Linked DNA regions of Bombyx mori: region 2 is linked to region 1. The links are chromatin contacts, called in public Hi-C maps. All regions are on one chromosome and are shown on one strand. The core of a region is the stretch at or near the end of the contact, and the rest is flanking DNA. Distances in the headings are between cores, read along the strand shown.

What was found. Hi-C and Micro-C count contacts between places; a contact is called where the count stands out from the background.
Region 2: a contact with region 1 is called in a Hi-C map of middle silk gland, with 2.3 times the contacts expected there. The contact joins two enhancer-like sites. A contact is called at or near these places in 4 of 7 Hi-C or Micro-C datasets (middle silk gland, midgut and whole pupa).

Annotation. Positions count from the first base shown.
Region 1 is chr24:2,912,990-2,917,779 of ASM3026992v2, forward strand. It overlaps LOC101746374 (thioredoxin-related transmembrane protein 1), which reads left to right. Exons shown (of 7, transcript XM_012688337.3): 7 at 1-2,066. It overlaps LOC101746513 (serine/threonine-protein kinase Genghis Khan), which reads right to left. Exons shown (of 47, transcript XM_062675644.1): 47 at 3,420-4,790. Among protein-coding and RNA genes, the nearest start is that of LOC101746374, 12 kb to the left of the region's middle. Within about 2 kb of position 2,487, at least 1 of the 8 cell types and tissues checked has open chromatin away from gene starts, as enhancers often do.
Region 2 is chr24:2,956,011-2,961,540 of ASM3026992v2, forward strand. It overlaps LOC101746513 (serine/threonine-protein kinase Genghis Khan), which reads right to left. Exons shown (of 47, transcript XM_062675644.1): 22 at 2,847-2,960; 23 at 1,690-1,794; 24 at 1,228-1,330; 25 at 521-761. Among protein-coding and RNA genes, the nearest start is that of LOC119630516, 7.3 kb to the right of the region's middle. Within about 2 kb of position 1,646, at least 1 of the 8 cell types and tissues checked has open chromatin away from gene starts, as enhancers often do.

The DNA.
Region 1 (4,790 bases), core at 1,237-3,736:
TAAAGCAGTTATTGTCACTTAGTCACGTTTGCCTTTCAAGCGTCGATATATAACTGATTTTTCTTTGTAATAATATATAAATGTTTGAAAGTAAAAGAACTCTAAAAGATATGACAAATTTGTTAGACTAAATTATGTATACATGATGCGGCAAGAAAAATGAGTTTTCTGTTTGAAAAAAAAACACCAAAATACAAAAATTACAATTGCTTTAGTATTATTCATTAATCTCGTTCGAAATAGCCTTTTGTATTGAGGATGAATTACTCATTTAATAGATTTTAAATCGACAATTGTAATTTTTTAGCATCTCACGGAATATAATGAAATTAAAAAAATAATTGTAGGTTGGTTATCGTTAAAAAAATAATATTTAATGAGAATTTAATTTGACATACGCGTCTGTTGTGTTTTGGGGAAGAGCTAAATTTTTTAATTGGAAATAAATGAGTTGTGATTAATTAAACATTCTTTAAAAACAAACTTGTGTTTGTTCATTTTATACACAATAAAAGGGGTCAACCGACTATGACATTGCCGTTGGCATGTTTGTTTTGCCTTAACACTGCATTTAATTTTGTCTCGCGCACCGTGTGTTGTGTGTTATATTAGACTTGTATGTAAATGATATTGTTTTAAAATTGAGATTTTTAATTATTAAAAAAATATAAAATTTTCTTGTATCCTTTGTTTTATTTGAGTCGTCTATTATCAAAGGTGGCAATCTGTGTATTTGGACAAAAAAATGTTATTGATATGTCAATACAGATTGATTTGAATATAATCGTCTCCTTCAAAGAATACGGTTCAAAACCTGCATTAAATAAAGGTTAATACTTAACCTGTTATTTATCTAAGATGTCGTTCAGAAGAGTTTTGTGACTGCCAATGGAATACAAAGTCAATAATTCGTTTTTCTGATTTACCAATAATTGTCCAAAAGTCACATTGCCGACTTTGATAATAGTCTACTCATTTGTAATAAATAGTAATTGTATATTATTATGTTTATTATGATGAAATTTTAAATCACAGTTCGGTTTATACAGTAAGACTTTAATATTAATACAAGAAATCAAAATTTGTATCTTCTCATCTATTCTTACTAATACTCTCTAAAGATTAATGCTGTTGACTACTTAAAGAATAAATGATTTTCTCTGTTTAACCAAATCAAAACCTATATAATAATTCACTAGATCGCGTTATCTGATGTGTTCACAAATTGCATTCCTGTTACTATTGTATCGCCATGTTTTAGTTTATTCGCTGAGTGAACTTTAGGTGTTGTAACACTGAGACATGCGGACTATATAGAAATTAAATTATAGCAATAGTTGTATTCGTTATAATCTTGCATTTACTTACAATAATTTTTTATATAATTTCTTCACGATTTAATGCTTTTGTGGGTATTGTGTGATTGAGTAATTTCGATAAGTAAATAGAGGGATTGTATTTGTTTATAAAAAAAATATAGTTATCTTTGAAGACGGCTTACGGACGATAGTTTTACGTGACGTCATCAGCAGAACTATTCAATCTACTAGCTCTGACGTCACGCGAGAACAGAGATAAATGTGTCACAAGCCGACGCTTGGGCTGATCGTGCCTCTCGCTTGCACGCTCAGACTCAGGCGGAACGTGACACTTTTTCGTGCGTGCAGCCGATGTTCGATTTTTTTTCTCAATATTTGAAAATATAAGTATATATATATATATATATGTAACTGTTACGAATTTGGAAGTCTGAAGGAAGGCAACACGAAAAAACGGAATATTTCATTAATCATATTATTATGATCTTGTAACTCTGATTCATTTCAGATTCATTTCACATTATCTAAATGACAGTTTTATATCTTCGAATATTGTTCGATACTTCATGTACATATTTCTAAGTTCAGGCCATATTTTTCACGGATTTCGGACGATTTCTGAAATATTTTGTTTTTGGTGTTGTTATGGGAAGCGGCCGAGGGGTGGCGTGTTCGCAAAGACTTAAATATTAATATAGTGTTGCGTTTATATTCCTATTGTGACTCGCTGAATAAATAGTATTTGTATGATTGTGTTTTATTTAATACACCAAAGTGTGTTTGAGATGTTTGCATGTAAATGAAAAGATCAGGGTAGTAAATCTATACTAATATATAAATCTACAGTGGTTTTTACGGATGTTCCGTTACAACTACTGAACCGTGCATCCGATTGACTTGGAACTTGGTATCCATGTAGAAAATACATGTACTTAATGGATAGGCTAATGTTTACATGAGTCTTAGACTCCCTACATCAGTTGCGGGTGAGAAATAATAATGATAATTTTAAATGCCCAGCGAAGCGGATGGGTACAGCTAGTTCTTTATATAAATAGAGAATTAATTTCCTTTGAGACCTTGACTGAATACAACTGGACAATCTAGTGTTAAACTATTGTTTCTAAAGCAAAAACAGCTGATAAGAATATTGTTCATTCATAAATCCGCTACCCTACATGAAAGGTAAACGGTTGTCTCCTAGATCAGTGATGGGCAACCCATGGCCCAAGCGCTCCACGAGGATCTTTGACTCCTCGGCTGCGACTCTTCCGCAAAGTGTTCAGTTCAGGCACGGAATATTGCTTATTATCTAGCTTTGTGATAGAAGAGTTAACTTATTGAAGTGAAACTTCTTTAGAATCGTGATTTCAAACTCGATGAAACGAAAAAATAAGTCCATAGAGACACAAACACATAAGTGTATAGGATTCAGCCGGCGAGAGAATGAGATAGAACACATTAAACGTTCTCGGTCTCCTCTTTGTGCGACTCTTCGTAGCATCCCCACTATCGTCTACTAAACATTGTCCATATGTATGCTCCTGTGTACTGGGATAGTGAGTATATGTATATCTTATTTATAAGTTTCACCTCTACCGTGTGTGACTTGCACACACATACACACACTTTTTTATTTTAAACAAGGCTATAAAAATATATTTTAGAAAAAATTGCTCTGAATAAATTTCAATGATGTTTTTAAGTATGTTTGACTCTTTTCGTTGACAAGGTTGTCAACCATTGACCCCGCCCAATTTTAATGTTATATTGGGTGTATTAAAAAAAAAAAAAACTTTTATAATTATAAATAAATAAATAAATATTTACTAACAATCACGCCACGTTAACTGGTCCCGTGATAAGTTCGTAAAGAACTTGTGTTACAGGAACCAGATAACGGAAATAAATGTAAGATTTTTATTATACACATACATATATTTAATATACATCCATAACCCTGGAAAAGACATTTATATTTATCATACAAATATCTTCCCTTGGCGGGATTCGAACCCGCGACCCCCTTGTGTAGTGACTATGTCACTTACCACTACACCAGACGGCCGTTAATAATAATCATAAAAAAGAAAACAGACAGTCCTTCAAATGTTTCTTTATTTAGAGAATATATTTACATAATAATTAAGTATCGCGATATTTTCACATGATAATCTGATTAAAAGTATACAATAATTTAAGATTTACATTTCAAACAATACGATTATTATATCTTTATTATAAGGAAGATCATTGTTTATAGCGGTGTTATCGATAAATAGCTATGCATTATAATATATTTTCACTAACTTTAGTAGAAGCGGTATTCGTCATTTTAACTAAAACAGATTACCTCAAAACGCAATCAGCTTGCAATAATTGGAATCTGTAGTTCGATAATCTTAAAACAACATCAATTAACTTTAATATCAAACATGTTACTTTTCTTTATTATATAAAAACTTCAGAGGTGTCAAGGGACACCCGGATGGAACGAAGTTCCTTTCGATTAATTAATGAAGGAATTGTATTATTTTTTTTAAGTTATAATAATAAATTACGGCATCATGAAGAAGAAAAAAACAATACTATGAACTAAATTACTATTGTTGAAACGCTATCTCGAGAAACTGTACTCATTACGCGGACCAATCGGATACGAGCAATGTCACGCGATAAGCGCCTACACGTTGATTGGTCAGAATGACGGATCTAAAAAGTGTCGTGACAACTTTTCGTAAGAATTTTTTCCGTCTAGCCCCTTTTCACAACGCGCGATAAGGAACTTCGTTCCAATAATATGAAATCAAAATAAATTATTCGTATTGGTATATTTCTAAATAAAATAGTGCAAGTCATCAGATCCTATAGGATGTATCCGACATCATAGTTTATGAATGTTCCTTTATAAATATTATACAGGGTGTTCAATATCTATAGATACAGGGTGTATACTTTTATAAAGGATAAGGTCTCAAACACCACGGAACAGAATATAATGATAAAAAAAAATGAGTTAAAATTTTAAATAAGGCTTAGTAAATACATATATATATATTTTACTAATTGTTTTGACTTATTATTTATTTATTAAGAAAACGCATTGCCGTTTTTAAGCGATGCAAAGCAGTGATACAAATAAATAACAGAGTTACTAGCGACGTGAGCTTGGAAGCACATTTTCGATAAGACGGACAAAGGCTTTCGATATTCAACAAGTAATTATTACAGACAACACCTACTAAACCGTTTGTAAGAATAATTGACATCAGAGAAATAAAATCGTGTCTCAAATCAAATATCTCTATATATTACTAGCTGACCCGGCAAACATTGTTTTGCCATATATAAGATTTCTAGGAAATTTCTAGTGTAGAAAAAAAAACTAACTTATTGTAAGTGTGTAAGGATGTGGTAAATGAGTGAAAGAGGTATGTAGTGCTGTGAACGATGAGGGAATATATAATAAAA
Region 2 (5,530 bases), core at 396-2,895, 42 kb after region 1:
CCGCCTCATCTAGATCTAAGATAGGTTTTAGTCGTCGTGGCCTAAAGGATAAGACGTCCGGTGCATTCGTGTTGAAGCGATGCACCAGTGTTCGAATCCCGCAGGCGGGTACCAATTTTTCTAATGAAATACGTACTCAACAAATATTCACGATTGACTTCCACGGTGACGGAATAACATCGTGTAAAAAAAATCAAACCCACAAAATTATAATTGCGTAGGACATCTTGTGAGTCCGCACGGGTGGGTACCACCATCCTGCCTATTTGTGCCGTGAAGCAGTAATGCGTTTCCGTTTGAAGAGTGGGACAGCCGTTGTCCCGTCCGGCCGTCTGGTGAAGCGCACCACCACCCGAAGTGATGACCACGACCACTCTGCCAAGAGTGCATATGACTGAGACGAAGAATGGGCTCCAGTTACCACTTAATACCAGATGAGCTGTGAGCTCGTCCAGCCATCTAAGCAATAAATAAAAAAAGTCCCGCCTCATCTTGATCTAGAATAGGTTTACAGGTTTACCTCTGGCTGGCTAGTAACTCCGCCCGGGTTCGACTGAGCTCTTCACTGACGACCTGCTTGGCTTGTATCTCAGAGTGCAATGAGGACTGCAGCGTGAGTATCTCCATCTTGTCGAGTTTCTGCGAGCGGCGGTTCCTCCAGCCGCCCCCTGCTTGGGATCCCACGGGGCCCCCCCCCGGCACCCCCACGGGCCCCCCCACGGCGGGGGACGGGGGGCCGGGCGACGAACGGGATACACTCGCTGCGGTAACAAATCTCGTTAGGTTATCTAAACGCAACAACTGTTTCAACGCTGATCGAAATTCGCGTGACTTGAACGATTGGGTTACATTACAGCATCACAGTTCAAAACATTCCAATGACGTATTGAAATCTTCCTTGTAGATCTTTCGTCTTAACTTAAAACGAAGTCTCTAACTTAGAAATGATCCGGTCACTCGTCGAACCCAGCGCTTACGACCAAGGACTCGACGAGCGAATTAACCAACACAGACACAGCCCACTGAGTTTCTCGCCGGGTCTTCTCGGTGGGTCGCGTTTCCGATCCGGTGGTAGATTCTGCGAAGCACGGCTCTTGCCAGGGCCAGTGTTAGCAACACTCCGGTTTGAGCCTCGCGAGCTCACCTACACGTTAGGGCGAAGCTGAAATGGCCTCTCAGGGCTGTCAGCATAGGTAGAGAAAAATAAAATCATTTCTTTTAACTCACCGTGCTTGAGGAAGTCTAGTTCTTCGGTCATTTTAGTGGCGAGCGCCTGGAGGTACCCCCGGGCCTCCTTCTCGTCGGCCACCCACCGGATGATGTCCGCTATCTGGGGGACACAAGACCGGGACACATGAAACGACATCAACACATGTTTTTATAGCTGGTAGAACAGCCTTAGGATTGTCGATAAGAAAAAAAATTGAAAACAGTTTATCGATAAAAAAAAAAGACGAATTTTTAAGACGTGAAACGAATTTAAGCCTTGAGCGTTGTGAATATGGTTCAATTTCGAACAGCGGAGATTCTAATTACATAGTTGGACCAACAAGGGGTGTCACGAATGCTCCCAGACAGAATCGTACATTTGTCTCGAAGCAGTCTTGCGGCCCGACTTGAATGGAACATCGGCTACACAACACAATTGAATATCGGACCTCAATTAGCCCCCGTGAGCAGTGAGGGTACCTGTGTCTCCCAGTGCTGCATGGTGTCCCTCTTGGCCCGCAGCTCGTCCAGCTCCAGCTCCATCTGGCGACGCTCCGCCTGCCAGCGCCGACCGTTCTCCGCCATCTGAAATGGAGTTAAGAGATCTGAACTAGGAATTTATATTATTTACTAATAGTCGCCCGGTAATCGAAATTCGACTATAATTAATTGAAATTAAAAGTTTGTACACTATTACGATCCTATTTTCAAAGACTATTATACTTCTATAATCACAAATTTAGCCAATACTATACACTATAGAAAAATATTAATAATAAAGACAATAATATTTAATGTATTCTCAATTTGACCACAGACTTTAACCCATAACAAAAGTTTGACAATGGACAATAAACAAAGAGTATATATGTGTGTGTTGTGTCAAATACATGGTAGTGTGTGTAATGTTTTTTTTATTGATTTAATGTATTTTTAGGCGTAATTTAAAAAAATATTAACATTCTGCACTCCTTCTTTATATTTCTCTATAAGTGTGGGAAATTTTATACTCTTCCGTCCGCGCAATTTTCGTAAAAAGGGATACAACGTTTTTGCTTCACCTATTAATAGATAGTGAGTATGAGTTATTGGTGGTAGGACCTCTTGTGAGTCCGCGCGGGTAGGTACCACCACCCTGCTTATTTCTGCCGTGAAGCAGTAATGCGTTCCGGTTTGAAGGGTGGGGCAGCCGTTGTAACTATACTGAGACCTTAGAACTTATATCTGAAGGTGGGTGGCGCATTTACATTGTAGACGTCTATGGGCTTCGGTAACCACTTAACACCAGGTGGGCTGTGAGCTCGTCCATCCATATAAGCAATAAAAAAAATCGGACCAGACACGTTCCACGTTGCTATCCACAAGGCCGAGGATAGGCAGGAGAGGCGCAGCATAATCCAGGAGAAAGTTGTTTGAAGGGGCCACGATCCTCAGCATTGAGGATTATCGTCGCATGGAGGAGGAAGATATGAGTTCGCCTTGTAACAAACTTCAGACAAAGCTAACGCGTGTCGGAACACCAACCGACGTTCATTTTAACAAACTCTACCTTCGGATCTTAAAAAAAGCCACTACATATCTGAAGATCTGAAGGAATATTCTCTGCAAAGTACAAGGGCCAGCGGGTCGCGACTTACTGCGTCCAGGTCCTTGGCCAGCTTCCTGTTCTCGTTGATCAGCATCTGCCTGTCCTCGGAGTCGCTCAGCTGCTCCATACGACGATTCTCCAACTTCTCCTTCGAGGTCTGCAGCTGGAGATTTGTAACAAACTCGATTTTTACCCTCGACTCAAATCATACTGTATTGCATCATGTTATACATTTATCTTTGGCTTATATGAAAAATCCTAACAACTTGGAAAATCTAATAGTTGTAGGTCATATGGAAGGGGGGAAAAGTCGAGGAAGATCGCCAACCAGGTGGACGGACATTGTCAAGGAGGCCACAAACACCAGCGTCCCGGGCGCCATTAAGCAGGCCGAATGCAGGCAGCATTGGAGGAAGCTGGTGCAAAAACTGGACCAAGGGGGTCACGACCCTCAGTAATGAGGAAACGACGAAGTATTTGAATGTGTACGCTAAAATATTTATATTCATTATATTTAAGGTAATCTTTTCTTCCTAACTATTTGCTGATATGTATTCTAGGCTATTCCAGTTACACCCTGACCGCTAGATAAGCTTACGGGCTCAACCTGACGACATTGCTAACACTGGCCCTAGCAAGAGCAGTGCTTCGCAGGATCTACCGCGGATCGGAAACGCGACCCACTGAGAAGATCCGGCGAGAAACTCAGTGGGCTGTGTCTGTAGACTAGTTCGAAAGTTCGACGAGGGCGACCCGTGCTTGAAGAACCTAAAAGCGCCGGGGGATCTCATAAGTTTAGGGCAGGGGTTCCCAAACTTATTTTGTCTATTGCCCACTTTGAGAATAAATTATATTTTAGCGCCCTCGTTTTTTCACCTATTAAAAAATCACTATAGCGAGAGCTCGGTCGGTGTCTAAGAGTCCTCCTAGATTAAATTACAAATCGCCTTCCAAGCCTCTACACAACACCCCTATTTGGGTCTCTAACCGCTCCCCTTTATGCCTGCACTTTGGGAAAGGCTGGTTTAGGGCAATGAAAAATGTCTGACCCCTTCGCCTAGTTAGAGCCGGTTGCGCTACGACAGTCGAAGGTAGAGTGCGCTACGAAAGTTGACGGTGGAGTGCGCTACGAAAGTTGATGGTGGAGTGCGCTAAGTCAGTAGGCGGTGGAGTGCACTACGACAGTAGGCGGTGGAGTGCGCTACGACAGTTGGCGGTGGAGTGCGCTACGACAGTTGGCGGTGGAGTGCGCTACGACAGTTGGCGGTGGAGTGCGCTACGACAGTTGGCGGTGGAGTGCGCTACGACAGTTGGCGATGGAGTGCGCTACGACAGTTGGCGGTGGAGTGCGCTACGACAGTTGGCGGTGGAGTGCGCTACGACAGTAGGCGGTGGAGTGCGCTACGACAGTAGGCGGTGGAGTGCGCTACGACAGTTGGCGGTGGAGTGCGCTACGACAGTTGGCGGTGGAGTGCGCTACGACAGTTGGCGGTGGAGTGCGCTACGACAGTAGGCGGTGGAGTGCGCTACGACAGTAGGCGGTGGAGTGCGCTACGACAGTAGGCGGTGGAGTGCGCTACGACAGTTGGCGGTGGAGTGCGCTACGACAGTTGGCGGTGGAGTGCGCTACGACAGTTGGCGGTGGAGTGCGCTACGACAGTAGGCGGTGGAGTGCGCTACGACAGTAGGCGGTGGAGTGCGCTACGACAGTTGGCGGTGGAGTGCGCTACGACAGTTGGCGGTGGAGTGCGCTACGACAGTTGGCGGTGGAGTGCGCTACGTCAGTAGGCGGTGGAGTGCGCTACGACAGTTGGCGGTGGAGTGCGCTACGACAGTTGGCGGTGGAGTGCGCTACGACAGTTGGCGATGGAGTGCGCTACGACAGTTGGCGGTGGAGTGCGCTACGACAGTAGGCGGTGGAGTGCGCTACGACAGTTGGCGGTGGAGTGCGCTACGACAGTTGGCGGTGGAGTGCGCTACGACAGTTGGCGGTGGAGTGCGCTACGACAGTAGGCGGTGGAGTGCGCTACGACAGTTGGCGGTGGAGTGCGCTACGTCAGTAGGCGGTGGAGTGCGCTACGACAGTTGGCGATGGAGTGCGCTACGACAGTTCGCGGTGGAGTGCGCTACGACAGTTGGCGGTGGAGTGCGCTACGACAGTTGGCGGTGGAGTGCGCTACGACAGTTGGCGGTGGAGTGCGCTACGTCAGTAGGCGGTGGAGTGCGCTACGACAGTTGGCGGTGGAGTGCGCTACGTCAGTAGGCGGTGGAGTGCGCTACGTCAGTAGGCGGTGGAGTGCGCTACGACAGTTGGCGGTGGAGTGCGCTACGACAGTTGGCGGTGGAGTGCGCTACGACAGTTGGCGGTGGAGTGCGCTACGACAGTTGGCGGTGGAGTGCGCTACGTCAGTAGGCGGTGGAGTGCGCTACGACAGTTGGCGGTGGAGTGCGCTACGACAGTAGGCGGTGGAGTGCGCTACGACAGTAGGCGGTGGAGTGCGCTACGACAGTTGGCGGTGGAGTGCGCTACGTCAGTAGGCGGTGGAGTGCGCTACGACAGTTGGCGGTGGAGTGCGCTACGACAGTTGGCGGTGGAGTGCGCTACGACAGTAGGCGGTGGAGTGCGCTACGACAGTTGGCGGTGGAGTGCGCTACGTCAGTAGGCGGTGGAGTGCGCTACGACAGTTGGCGGTGGAGTGCGCTACGACAGTTGGCGATGGAGTGCGCTACGAC